Linked DNA regions of Sus scrofa: region 1 is linked to region 2. Evidence: chromatin contacts called from public Hi-C data. All regions are on one chromosome and are shown on one strand. The core of a region is the stretch at or near the end of the contact, and the rest is flanking DNA. Distances in the headings are between cores, read along the strand shown. Region 1 overlaps CUX1 (protein CASP). Region 2 holds the start of CUX1 (protein CASP).

Region 1 (6,570 bases), core at 1,698-4,197, 50 kb after region 2:
TCCCGAATGCATTATATAATGTGCTCCATTCAAAGGAACATTGTGAACCAACTTAGGAAGAGGATCTTTTAAAATGGCTTTCCTAAAAATACTCCTCGGAATGGGTCACAGGCTTGGAGCACCTGCCTGCAGAAAGTCCGGTTCCAGCACGTAGGTCGCGGACGGCGCTTGTGAGAGGCCCAGAAGGCCCTGTTCCTTAGCCCCGGTGGAGCACAGCGTGAGGAGGAGGGTGTGCAGGAAGGGGCTTTGGGGGGCCTTTCCGCCTTATCTCGCGTCCCCCAGACCCCTCTCACTGGCCTCGTAAAGAAGCAGATGGCGCCCCAGGAATAGCTCCGAAATCACGCTGGCTCCTGGCTGAATGCAGAGGAAGGATCAGGACCATAAAGATTTGAAATCTCCCAGGAAAGGAAATTATTTCCTCCGTGAAATTATCGATGGAAGGGGAGCATTTAAAGAGACAGAAATTACGAACCCCGATTCAAGTTGAACCAGATACTGCACTTTAACCTTTTTGAGACTCGTTAATTTAAAAGCAAATAGAATGAAATATAGACTATAAAAGCAAATTAAATCATTTTTACACTTGCTGGGTTTTTGTGTCACGGGATTGGAAAAGCTAATCGAGAGAAGAGCGGCTTTTGGACAGAGGACCGTGGGGCTCGTGTCAGATCAAGCCGAGGCAGTGATCCTTCAGCAGCGGAGCGCAGCAGGCCGGCAGGGGCCCGGCTGGAGAGCCCCGCGGAGCCCCCTCTTAAGACCCATCCCAGGTCTGACCAGAGCGAGCAGAGGTTTAAGGAGCGAGCAGAGGTTTAAGGAGCAGAGGTTTAAGGAGCGTGTCTCTGATTGATGTGGGTGGAGCCCCGCCCCAGCAGTGGATGTTTTATGTGGAGGTGGGGGAAGCCGGGACCGTAGGTTACATGTATCTACCTGCAGGAATAAATCATTCTTTTGAAACATCACTAGAAGGGAGGGGGAGAGAAAAAAAAGCTGAAGATTTATCTGAAAAGGAAGTGGGACGTTAAAGTTGCTGGAGATCTCATTACTGTCTGTCTCGCTCACCGTAATTAAAAAATGCCTGAATGATCTTAATAACACATGATTCAGCTGACACGCACTAATTGCCCTGCATCAGGCCAAGAGGAGATGAATGCTGTCAAGAAAACCACAAGTCAGACAAGCTGATTCTCTCTTAGTCTGACACCGTGTTCCCATGTACAGACCAGTTTTTACTGGAGCCCTTCCAGCATCGAAAGCAGCTCTTCACCTTCCCATTAATTTCCATCGCTGGCAGGCCCGGGTTGTCTGTGGCGCGCCGTTCCCATCCCTCCTGCCTGCCGGCTCGAGAGCTCGGGTCTGCAGACGAGATGTAAATATGTTTCTTGCTCTTATCTTGGTCCTTTTCAAGAAAAGAAATCCGTTCCCATTCAATACGAATGCCCCGGTGGGCTTGTCAGTGAATTACGTGGCATTTGGGGATTGATTTTCTGACGCCGCCGATTTGTCAAGACTTTCTCGTGCCGTTTCAGCGATTCGACAGAACCTGTTGGACCCCCCGCATCCTGTGGTCGGTCCTCTGGCCGCAAAGAAAAGGGAAGCGGGGCCCTGTTGCCTGGGCGTCTGGAAGCCTCCTTACAGGGCCCAATTTTGAGGAAGGAAGGGAGGATACTGGCGTTGCTGCAGGACAGCTGAGTCATTCTGTCACTCCAGGACAAAATCGCAGCCCGGGTCCAGTGCAGCGCCGGTCCCCAAAGAAGGCCGAGCGCCGCTCCGCCCGGGCAGCGCGCTGGGGAGGAGGGTCTGTGGCAGCAACAGCGCCCTTGCTGTCCTTGGCCACCCACGCCTGCTCTCACATCTTGGTCCTCTGGCGCCAGGCCCTGTGCCGGGGGGGAGGCTCCTGTAACAGGGAGGGAGCTGCCGGGCAGGCCTCTGCAGGAAGACGAGGCACAGCCCACTGAGTCCGGGCCAGACCAGCATCTTCCGCAGCAGAAGCCGTGTCTGTCCCCGCCCTCCCGAGAGGCAGGCCGACTGGGCATGGAGAGATTGGCCCAGAAGGCTGGGAGCTGGGCTCCGGCTGTGGGACCCAGGGCCCGGTCCTGGATGTCTCTGAGCCAGCATCCCCGTCTGAGAAAGGTCCCCTGAGGGCCGCGGTGAAGTCCACACCAGGGCACGCCCATTGCAGTGCCGCGCGTATGGGCCTGGCAGCGTCACCCCCAAGGCTCGGGGTTTAGATGAGAGGGTTCACGTGGCCTCGAGTTGCACGTGTCCAGGGCACAGTCAGTTGCTGAGAAAGGAACTGACCTACAGCAAGAGGCGGATAAACCTAGCAAGAAATGAGCTGAGCACAGCGAGCCATTCCGTCCACTGACGGACTCAGGCCACCAGGTGCTCCCTGCTGGAGGGGGTGCCCGGAGCCACCCCACGCCGATCTTTGGGGCTCCCCTGATTAGCGAAGATATCCCTTACCAGAGACCTCTTTTCCTGAAACGAAAATGAAGTGACAATGTGTGATGGCTCTCAGATACTGTCAGTGTGACTTAGTTGTAGGAAAAAAAATCCTGAAGGAAACGGTGGGTGGACATAAAGCCAGGTGCCCTCTCTGGTGTCCCTTCAGAACCTGCGCTTGGCGGCCCCTCCCTTTTATCACCTTTTGACTTGGAAACTCAGGGCCTTTCTCTGTGCCCCGCCCACCACGGGTAGCCCTTCGTGCGCATGTTTAGGAAGAAACTGCAAAAGAATCTGTGTGGGGCTCGCTGCTCTGAGCTGGGCTCCTTGATGGGAAGAAAACAGCTTTCTTGATGACCTGATGGCCTCAGAGTCCCTGGAGGCCCCACCTCCCCCCAGGGCAGTGGACAGAGGGGCCCCCGACTCCCCCACCATGAGGGTGTCCGGGATTCGAAAGTCAGGGGTGAAAGCTTTGCAGACCTCCTCGGCCCTGCTGGTTCTGGGCTTTGCACGTGACAGCAGCTCTGCTCGGTGGTTGCCGCCTCGGTCGTTTAATTCGTGCGTAGCCCCCGAGTCCCTGGAAACCGGGACTCCAGAATCCAGATCAGCAACCAGTTCCAAAGCTCAGCCTTGCGGGCTCAGCTCACCAGTTTTAGGCAGTGAAGAGGATGGCTGTTATTTAAACTTCGTATGTCACTGATTTTTCATATGTAGGAGTGGCACTCATCACCTTTTTTTTTTTAATCAAGTTATTTATATCATGGGGCGAGTCTGTCACACGGTCTGAACGCAGAACGTTGCCATCCTTGTCATCAGAATCCTGCCAGTAATTTCTGTTTACAGTAGAGCTATTGAAAAGTATATTGGGATGAAACATAAGTTGTTGGCTTGCGTGAGGTTTTTATAATGTGCACATACAGATAAAGTTGGCTTTCGTTCCGAAGGCTGTGTCTCGTTCTTGTTGCGCTTTTATTAGCTAAAGTGGCAGGGTCCCCACGGCCCCCCGTGGCCTGCCAGGTGCCACTGGGAAATAGGGGGAATGGGGTCCCCAGCTGTGGACCTCGGCATCCCGCCTTATCTGTAGAGTCGTCCTGTTGGGAGTCTAGAAACTTCTGATTGCAGAACTCCTTTTTCCTCTCCATCTCCTTCCATAATTGCTGCAGGTCATCGTTGAACCGCCCCCCCCCGCCCCCCCAGGGTAGGAGCCCCACGGAGCCCCTGGGCCGGCAGCGGGCAGGCTTCCGCAAGGGAGCCAAACAGCCCACAGGCGGGGCTTTGAGACAAAACCCCACGTGGTGGTCAATTTCATGGATTACAGTTAATTCTGTTTAATGTCCTTTTTCCTTCCTTTTTGCCAAGTCCTATGCCTTATTAGAACATCGACTTTAGCATAGAAGTGCTTAAAACTTATTTGGCGCTTCGATAGATGTGACACCACAAACGTCGGATAAACGGGATTTGTTCTAATGAGATCTTAGTGATTCTTGGCCGTTCCTCCCGCCTCTTGTGGAATCCTGGCCCGTCCCCCGCCTAGTTCTGGTGGTGCTGGAGCGGCCAGAAGGCCCCTCTCTGGAAGCCTTCCTCACTTCCTCACTGGGTTTCAGGCCCTGTGAAGCACTGCCCCCTCCCCTCCCCTCCCTGTGCCCTCTGCTCCTGGGCCTATTTCTGTGATTTGCATGTAGCGGAAATATTTGTTGAACGGAATTATTTTTACACATGGGCCTTTCATGTGGCCACCGTTTGAGGTCTGTTTCCTTTGGCTGGAGGCTGGGAGAAGCCTTCCAGCGCCCCGGGAGTGCCAGTGGCTCCAGGTACAGGATGCCCTGCTCGGGGCTGGATGTGCCTTGTCTCCCCTGGAGGACCCCCAGCTGGAGGTGGGCGGCTGAGCGCCCCCATCTCCCCCGTCCCCACTGCAGCGTTCAGGGCCTCTAGGAGGCCTTCGGATTGACCCTTTTGGGGCACTGAGGGGAGGGGGAGAGGGGGGACTCAGAGCGGGAGGGATCTGCCCAGGGGACCCCTGACCACAGGCCCCTTGTCCTTAAAGGCCCCAGTCTCGCTGTTGAGATTTCCTTTTGGTTTCTCATCAGTTATTGAAGAAATACCTATGTTTTCCGAGGATCTGTCGCCCGGCCCTTTCTGATGAGGCTGTGGGCGTCAAGGACTAGTAGGCCCGGCTCGCCCTTCGAGTACCTCCTCTGGGTCGGGGCTGCTCCGAGGGCATCACACCTTCTCACTCAGCCAGTCCTCGCCAGCTTCGTTCACAGAGGGGCCGGTGCTCAGCGGGCCCCGTGTCCCCATCCCCCTGGGGAGGGAAGATGAGCCCGGAGAGGCAGGAGGAGGGTTTCCTGAGCCTCCCAGCTCCTGTGGACCTGAGCCCGCTGTGCTGAGGACCTTCTGGAACGTCAGTCCCCCCCCCCGGGGACCCTGTAGTGACCCAACACCCCCGAGATGCTGCAGCATCGTCGTGGAGGGAGCCGCCTGGCTCTCCTTCCTCCCACGGCCTCTGGGTCACTTTCTCCTGCTGCCATTTGGAGGCAGCTTGAGGCTCACAAGCACTTTCTGGCCCGCAGGGTCCTATGCTGCTCCCCAGTGACAAAGGAGCCCCACAGCCGCACCACCGCCCCCGCCCATCCCAGCTGCAGGTCAGAGAAAGCACCTGTGCCCAGGAGCCCGTGTTCTTGCACCACAGGGAGTCACCTTGGGGCTGGAGGGCACCGCAGGTGCAGCTTTAGAGGGGCTCTGCTGGCAGAAATTTCTAGGAGGCACAGCTCTGAGCGGGCAGCAGAGATGCTAGGGCCAGTTCCTCCCCTCTTCCTGACTCGGGCAATATCTCACCTCTCTTTTCAGCTGCTCGCTCCTCGTCCCCTCTCTTTCTGGACTCTGCGCTCACAAAGAGGGCGAGAGCCCCCGGCACACTGGGGTCAGTGTCAGGCCCACCCGCAGGAACCCAAGGCTGTCCCCTGATCCTGATGGGGACCTCTGGGAGCTGATAGGCAGGGCGGAGTCCAAACTGCCATGTGCACAGGCCAGGAAAACAAGTGTCCGGCTCTGGGACTTGGTCTCCTGAGGCATTTCTTGCTCTTCCTACCCAGGGAATGAAAAGCCAGGTCCTACCACTTTGGTGATGAAAATGACCTTTATTTTGCCCGGGAGCTTACAAGTTTTAGGTGTCCAGTGTGTGCATGCAGCTATCACGGATGTGTGCTCCCTCCAGACACGTCCAGTGCCAGGAAACTGACGTGTGAAGTTGAATTTAGGGACTGAAAGGCTAAAGCTCATTGAAGGTTGAGTCAGTAAGTTCAGGCAGTAAACATTTCTGAGTGTTTTCCTTGAACCTGGCACTTTGCTTGTCTCTTTTAATTCCATGGGCTAATAAAATGAAATCCATATTTGCTTAGAAATATCTGTATACTCGTATTTACTCATAAATAAAGGTAGGAGTTCCTGTCGTGGCTCAGTGGTTAATGAATCTCACCAGGAACCATGAGGTTGCGGGTTCAATCCCCGGCCTCGCTCAGTGGGTTAAGGATCTGGCGTTGCCATGAGCTGTGGTGTAGGTCACAGACGGGGCTCGGATCCCGTGTTGTTGCGGCTGTGGTGTAGGCCGGCAGCTACGGCTCCGATTGGACCCCTAGCCTGGGAACCTTCACATGCCGTGGGTGCGGCCCTAGAAAAGGCAAAAAGACAAAAAATAAAAATAAGAAAATCCATAAATAAATGCATTTAATGCATTGGCTTGTTGTCTTTCTCCCTATCTGTAGACACAGCCAGCTTGACTCTCTGGCCCCTGTGATCATTCCAGTTCCCAAACTGTGGGGATGGATGAAGGAGTGAGGCCTGTTTTCTCCTTTCTCCCCAGGACCTGGCCCATAGGAAATGGTCATTAAAATTTGCTGAATGTAATCTGTCTTCACAAAACCCTACAAAGTCACTCTTCTTTGGCCAATCAGAAAACGGACGCACACCGAGAATCTTTGCCCTGGGACAGTTTATAGGAGCCCCGCCGTCCCCGCATCCCCGCCTCCCCAGCCGGGTACCTTCTCCCCTGGGCCACCCAACACTGCCTCCGGGTGCAGGCTCCCTTTGGGTTTTGTTTTGTTTTTTTTCCCCCTCCTTCAGTTTTTCACT
Region 2 (5,817 bases), core at 785-3,284:
GGGCATTTGATACTCATCCACTTTTCTTTCTGAAATATTGCCGTGGATTCAGAACCCTGAATTCCAACCAGATGTATTTCTGGAGTATTACACAGGTCATATATATTTCACTTTTTTGGTTCAAACCCAGGGGATCCACACGATAATTAGATTGAGAACATCTGCACCAAATCCAAACCATTTCCCTGATCCTTCCTTGAGCCTCCCCCACGGGAGGGATTTTTTTTTTTTTTTTTAAGCCCCTGCACATTTTATTTGCCTAGTCCCCTTTAGGGCAATTCTGAGGTCTCGCGTGCCTTGCCACCTCACAAATAGGAGAGGAGGGCAGACGTACCCTCAACTGCGGGATAGGGGAGGAACCTTTAGATGTGGCATTTCGTCGGGACAGGAATCGCCACGGGTGGCAATGCCGTTTCCCGCCAGGGGCCAGGCTCTGGGACGGGGCGTGGCCAGGCGCGGGGCGCGCGGGTGGGCACGTGCGCAGGGGCCCGAGGACGCGAGTGTCGGGGCTCCGCTGCCCTCTACCGGGCGCAGCGGTCCGAGCTGCAGCGCGGCCGCCGGCCGACGGCGCGCGCGGGCTCGGGCGCCCCACACCGAGGCCGCCTTCAGCGTCCCTGGGTCGGGAGTGCCCTTCCTGGCGCCGTGTCACTGCTTCTGGGACCAAGGCTCCCGGCGCCCGCGCGCTCCCACCCACCTGCTTCCTGCCCCTGCTGCGGGTCCCGGCTGCCGCCGGGACGCCCAGGGAACACCCCCACCCCTTCGGACCTAGGGAGGCGAGCGTTGTCGAAACCGAAGCGCCTGGTCGCCAGTGTGAGACCTAGGGGCACATGTGTTCTCCAATTCTTCGGGACTTTCATTTCTAGTCCCTTCAGTCAGAAATGCTGAATTTACAACGATCGGCGTTAAATCCTCCAACTCAGTTGAAAAGCAATTGTATACCCCCACGAACATGTTTTATTTTGTATTCCATACAGCTTTTATTGACATATAATTTTTAAGATTAAGGAATTTGGGGATTTGTTTTAACTAATTACACGGTAAATGAAGTTCGGGAGGATAAAAGTACGCTATTCCTACTGCAAACTCAAACTCACACGTGTGTATAATCAATTAAAAATGAGATCATAAAGTGTGTGCTTTTTGCCAGGTTTCTGCGAAGAAAGATCTCAAAAGAGAATTGACTTTGGGGTTTGTATTTTAGTATTTCTGCAAACTAGGGACCGTGCTTTTTGTTATAAGCGTACCCACACTTTCCAAGTTGGGCACCCAAATCGCTGTGTGTGAACTACAGGAAGTTTCTAGGGCTGTTCCGCTGAAGCGGTGCGGGGGGGATACAGAACTGGGCTCCAGGACTTTTCCTGTCCTGTCCTAAGCTGGCGCAAATCGAGCAGATAGGGGCCATTCAGACCCCCTGGCCGCCGGGGGTGCGGTGCGGCGCGGCGCGGGGACCGCGCGGCCACTGTGCGGAAAATTAACGTGTGCAGCGACACGGGGGTCAGGGCTGCGTTCCCCCGGCTCCAGTGCCCCCAACATGAAAGGCCGTTCCAGGCTGGCTCGGTCTCTGAGTCCGGCTGGGGCTCGGGGAGAGGGTGGGCGGCAGCGGCCGGCCAGCGCGCCTCGCACCCGCGCCGCAGCGGTGGGCCGGGTCTGTGCGGGGTCTGGGCTCGGGCAGGTGGTCGCGGCGGCTCCGCGCGCTCCGTGCCCCGCGGAAGAGCGGGCGAAAGCGGCGCGGCGCCGGCGCCCGCAGCCAACGGCCGCCCGCTCCCAGCCGAGGGCCGCCGGCGACCGCGACCCCCGGGCGCCCGAAAACCGCCCCAGGTGAGCCGGGCCCGGGGCCTCCCGCGGGGGCCCGGGGCGCCCCTCCCGCCGCCCTCCAGCGCCCCCTCGGGGCCGGGCCGGCAGCCGCCGCCCGCGCGGGCCGGGGGGCTCGGAGGGGCGGGGGTCGCGGGCCTGGCGGCGGGCGCCGGCGGGAGCGGGCAGGGGCCGCGCGCGGGAGGCCCGGCGGCGGCCGCCGCGCCCTCGGGCTCCGACTCCGGCTCCGGCTCGGGCTCGCCATGGCTGCGGCGGCGCCGTGAGGAGGAGTCCGCGTCCTCCGTGGCGGCGGCGGCGGCCGGCTCCAGGCCGGGTTTTGGCGCCGCCCGCCTGCTGCCTCCTGGCGGCTCCTGAACTCCAGCCCCCTCTCTATCAGCCTCTCACTCCGTCTCAATATGTCTCAAGATGGCGGCCAATGTGGGATCGATGTTTCAATATTGGAAGCGCTTTGATTTACAGCAGCTGCAGGTCAGGCTTCTCCTCGCTCGGCCTCTCGCCCGGGGGTGGGGGCTGCGGGCGGTCGCGGCCTCCCCCGGGGCCCCGGGCTGCCCGGCCGCCGGGGGGCCGCGGCGGCGGGGAGGAGGGGGGTGCCGGGGAAAGCGGGGCCGAGTCGGGGACAAGTCCCTCTCGCTCCCCGGCCCCCATTGATAACTCGCTTGATCGGAAATTGATCCTCTTTGTTCAATTCATCGATCAGCCCAAGATGGCGCCGGGAGCCGCCGCCGCCACCGCTGCCCCCGGTGTCGGCCCCCACCCCGGGCGCCCCCCCGGCCCTGCGCCGCCGCCGCCACCGCCGCCGCCGCCGCCGCGGGACCGGGGAGGGGGCGGCCCCGGCGGCCCGCGGGGTGCGCGCGCGAGCGGGGAGCGGGCTGCGGCGGGCGGCGGCGGCGGCGGGCGCTGCGCCGGGAGGGGGCTGCGGCCCGGCGGCGGCGCCCGGCCGCGCGCCCCGCGCCCCCGGCCCGCCGTATTCCCCGGGAAAGTTTGTGGGGAGTTGCTGTGGGGGTGAAGCGCCTGCCTCTCCAGGAGGAGCCGCCGCCGCCACTGCCGCCGGCGCGGCGGAGCTGGGGCTGGTGGCGCTGTGGTGCCGCCGGCTCGGGGGAGGGTCAGAGCGGCCACCGGCGGCGGCGGCGGCGGCGGCGCGGCCCGGCTCCGGCCAGGCGGGCGGGTGGCCGGGCGGGCGGGCGTCCGCGCTCCCCGGCCCCGGCCGGCCCGGGCCCGGGCCGCCGCCCCCGGCTGTCAGCCGGCCGGGACTGCGCCGCCGCTCCCGCGTGCGGCGTGGGGCTCCCAGCGCGGAGCCCGGGGTTTGTTTACGTCCGGGCGGGCGCCCCGGGGCCACCCGCAGACCCCGCAGCAGCCCCTATCTTTTGTGTGCCTGCAGGAGCGGCGCGGACCGGCCCTCCGGGGCCGGGTGCCCGGGTAGGGGTGCTTTGGGGAAACTTGCGGGGGGCGGCCGGCGCCCCGCGCGTGGATCCTGGGGGTCGGGGCGCCCCGCGGGCGGGGGTGCGTGTGCCAGAGGAGGGCTACAACTTTCCCCGAGTGGAGGCCCGGCTCTGCGCCCCGGCGCGCAGTCTATCTGGGCCGGGGGCGCTTGCTCCCCGCCGCCTCTCCGGGTGGTCCTCGCCTCGCGCCCGGGGGCTCCCGCGGCCCCCAGTGACCCACCCCCGTCTCTCCGATCGTCTCCTCCGGGGCCCTGCCCTCCCAGTAGGGTCCGCGGGCGCGATGGAGCGCGCGGCAGGTCCACTCCGAAATGCCTACTCCGATCCGGCTCGTGAAAGCAAAGCCCCGGGGGCCCCGGGGGCCCCGCTGGACTGTGGCGTGCGGGGCTGTGGTCCGAGCGCCGAGCCCCGGGCGCCGAGGGGGGCTCATGCTGGTGCTCCCCATCCGGCGCCCGAGCCGCTGCGGTGCCCAGGGGGCGCGTTCCTGCCTGCCATTCCTCATCCAGAGGAACGGCGCGCCCTCGGGGTCCGCCCGGGACCTGCCAGCTCCGCGCTCGCGGCGCCTGGACAGCCCCGGGACTCTGCCAGGTGGATGTTGTGCGTAGTCGAAGCCGAGTTGAAGGTGAGCGGCGTGTGGGCCAGAAGCTCCGGGAGCGCTGGCCGTGGGGGGTGGGGGTGGGCGTGGGGGGGATGTCTGTGGTTTCCAAGGGCCCAGGGCGGCCTGGCGCCCCAGAAGGGGCCCTCAGCGACCCCCAGGGACGGCTCTTGCTCCCAACTCTAAGGTGTGCTTGAAGGCACCCTTGGGCGAACTTTCCCAGCCAGGGGACTGGTGATAGTGGCCTACAGTACTTTGAGGAGCGAAGCAAATGAACTCCAGATGCGGGCTTGTATGAAATGAAGCGGGTTGGATTAAAACGTATATAAACGGAGGCTGACAACTTTAATTGTATATGCTTGTTTTCTGCTCTTGCCTACGTAAGAGCAATAAAGCAGACTCATAGTCGTTATGAAATTTCTTCGAGTTTTTCGCTTAACTAGGAAGAAGACTATGTGAAATATGTATTTCCGATAAGATTAAAACTTAAAGGAGTTTGAGTGTTTATTGACTAAAATAGATTACTCCAAAGTGTCTATTGTGTAAATTAGATTCCTGAATGTAATGAACACAGCCGAATGGCATTTTTGATAAATTGGTCTACCCTGTTTTAGTAAAAATAGCTCCCTTTTACCATAATTTAATTCCTGTGCTTACTGCAAAACCCGTTGTGGAGTTTTGAGAGACAAACCTTAATTTTTTTTTTTCTCTTGTTTTCCTAAATGTGACATTGTAGCTTAACACCAAAGCGGTTTCTTTTTTAAGCATCTTGGCAAAACTGCCTGGGAACAGGGTTTGGTTTCTGGGGAGTTATTAGATTTTATGAACTCTTTGACACCCCCGACCCGCCCCCCCCCCCCCCTTAGTGATTAGTCTTCAGGGTAGCTTGAGGACATTGAAGGATGTAGCTTTAGGTTTCCATTGAAAGATTCCCTGTTAGTTCATGTGAGTGAACTTTGAGAGGTTGATCTGGAGTTGCAAAAATCGCTTTTCTGAACATGGTTCTCTTTCCTGAGCAGCGATTAGCTTTTGATGGTAGGTAACGATTTGTCCTTTAGATGGTTTCCTATTGCCGCTTCATTGCAGTTTTGAAAACCTCCCGTTGACTGTGGAATGCCAAAGTTCCAGAAGGCTAAACTGCTTCTTTCTCTGGGCCCTGAAGAGGCCTTTTGAGCTGATACCTAGTTTATCGTCATCTCTGGTCCCACAGATAGTAAGCGAGCCAATGGGACTGCAGTTTGAGAAGAGAGAAGTCATTCGTTTCTGACTCTTCTCCTCTCTGCCCAGCCCCTTACGCTGAGATCGGGTTGCCTGCAGAGCCCAGGGTGGGCCGTAGCATTGCCCCCTGAGGGTCCAGAGGCTGGGTCTGGGCGGGTTCAGGTGAGATGAGGCGCTTGTGCCCCCCACCCTCTGGGAGCTGAACTCCTGTCCCTCTGCTCAGTCAGGCTTGAAGCTGTCTTGGGACGTGGAGTGAGTGCCCAGGAAGAGAGTTTCTGAAGATTGAGCTCTATTTTGTTTCCTTTTTAGTCCCAAAGTATTGTGGCATGGGAGCTTCATTGCTCTGGCCTTGCTAAGACTAGTTGGACAAGTTTTTATCCTATCCCAGACTTGTAAAAACCCAGGCTTTTTTTTTTTTTTTTTTTTTTTTTTTAAATAAGAAAAACACCATTGTATAAATTTGCCTTTTAAACACACATTTGGAAAGAGGGCACTTTCTAAAACCAGCTCCTGTAACTCTGTATGTTAGGGTGGCTTTTTGCCAGGGCTCAGCTTCCCTCTGGGGCATGATGCCCCAAGTGATGACTGGTGCTCCCCTGCAGAAGTAATCTTTAAACATTGTCCTCTTTTTCAAAGTAAGAAAACAACTTCGTTTTTGCTCCAAGTCCATTTTCTAGTTGCTTTTGTTTTGGATTCTCCTGTTACAGACCAGGGTATGTTACCAGCCGTCCAGGACTGGTTCCTGTACAAAGTATA

The links. A called contact is a pair of places that touch in the nucleus more often than the background predicts.
Region 1: a Hi-C map of heart right ventricle shows a contact between it and region 2, with 4 times the contacts expected there. The contact joins the enhancer-like site here to the promoter of CUX1 in region 2. A contact is called at or near these places in 6 of 47 Hi-C or Micro-C datasets (embryonic fibroblasts, epiblast stem cells, fetal liver and 3 more) and 2 of 2 datasets of contacts at active chromatin or transcription factors (alveolar macrophages and skeletal muscle).

The regions. Positions count from the first base shown.
Region 1 is chr3:9,364,359-9,370,928 of Sscrofa11.1, forward strand. The region is part of intron 1 of CUX1 (protein CASP); the gene reads left to right. Among named protein-coding and RNA genes, the nearest start is that of CUX1, 50 kb to the left of the region's middle. Within about 2 kb of position 2,948, at least 21 of the 83 cell types and tissues checked have an H3K27ac peak or open chromatin away from gene starts, as enhancers often do. A contact at or near this core is called in alveolar macrophages and liver, where this site is marked.
Region 2 is chr3:9,315,111-9,320,927 of Sscrofa11.1, forward strand. It overlaps CUX1 (protein CASP), which reads left to right and starts at 2,035. Exons shown (of 23, transcript XM_021086269.1): 1 at 2,035-2,280. The coding sequence starts at 2,218.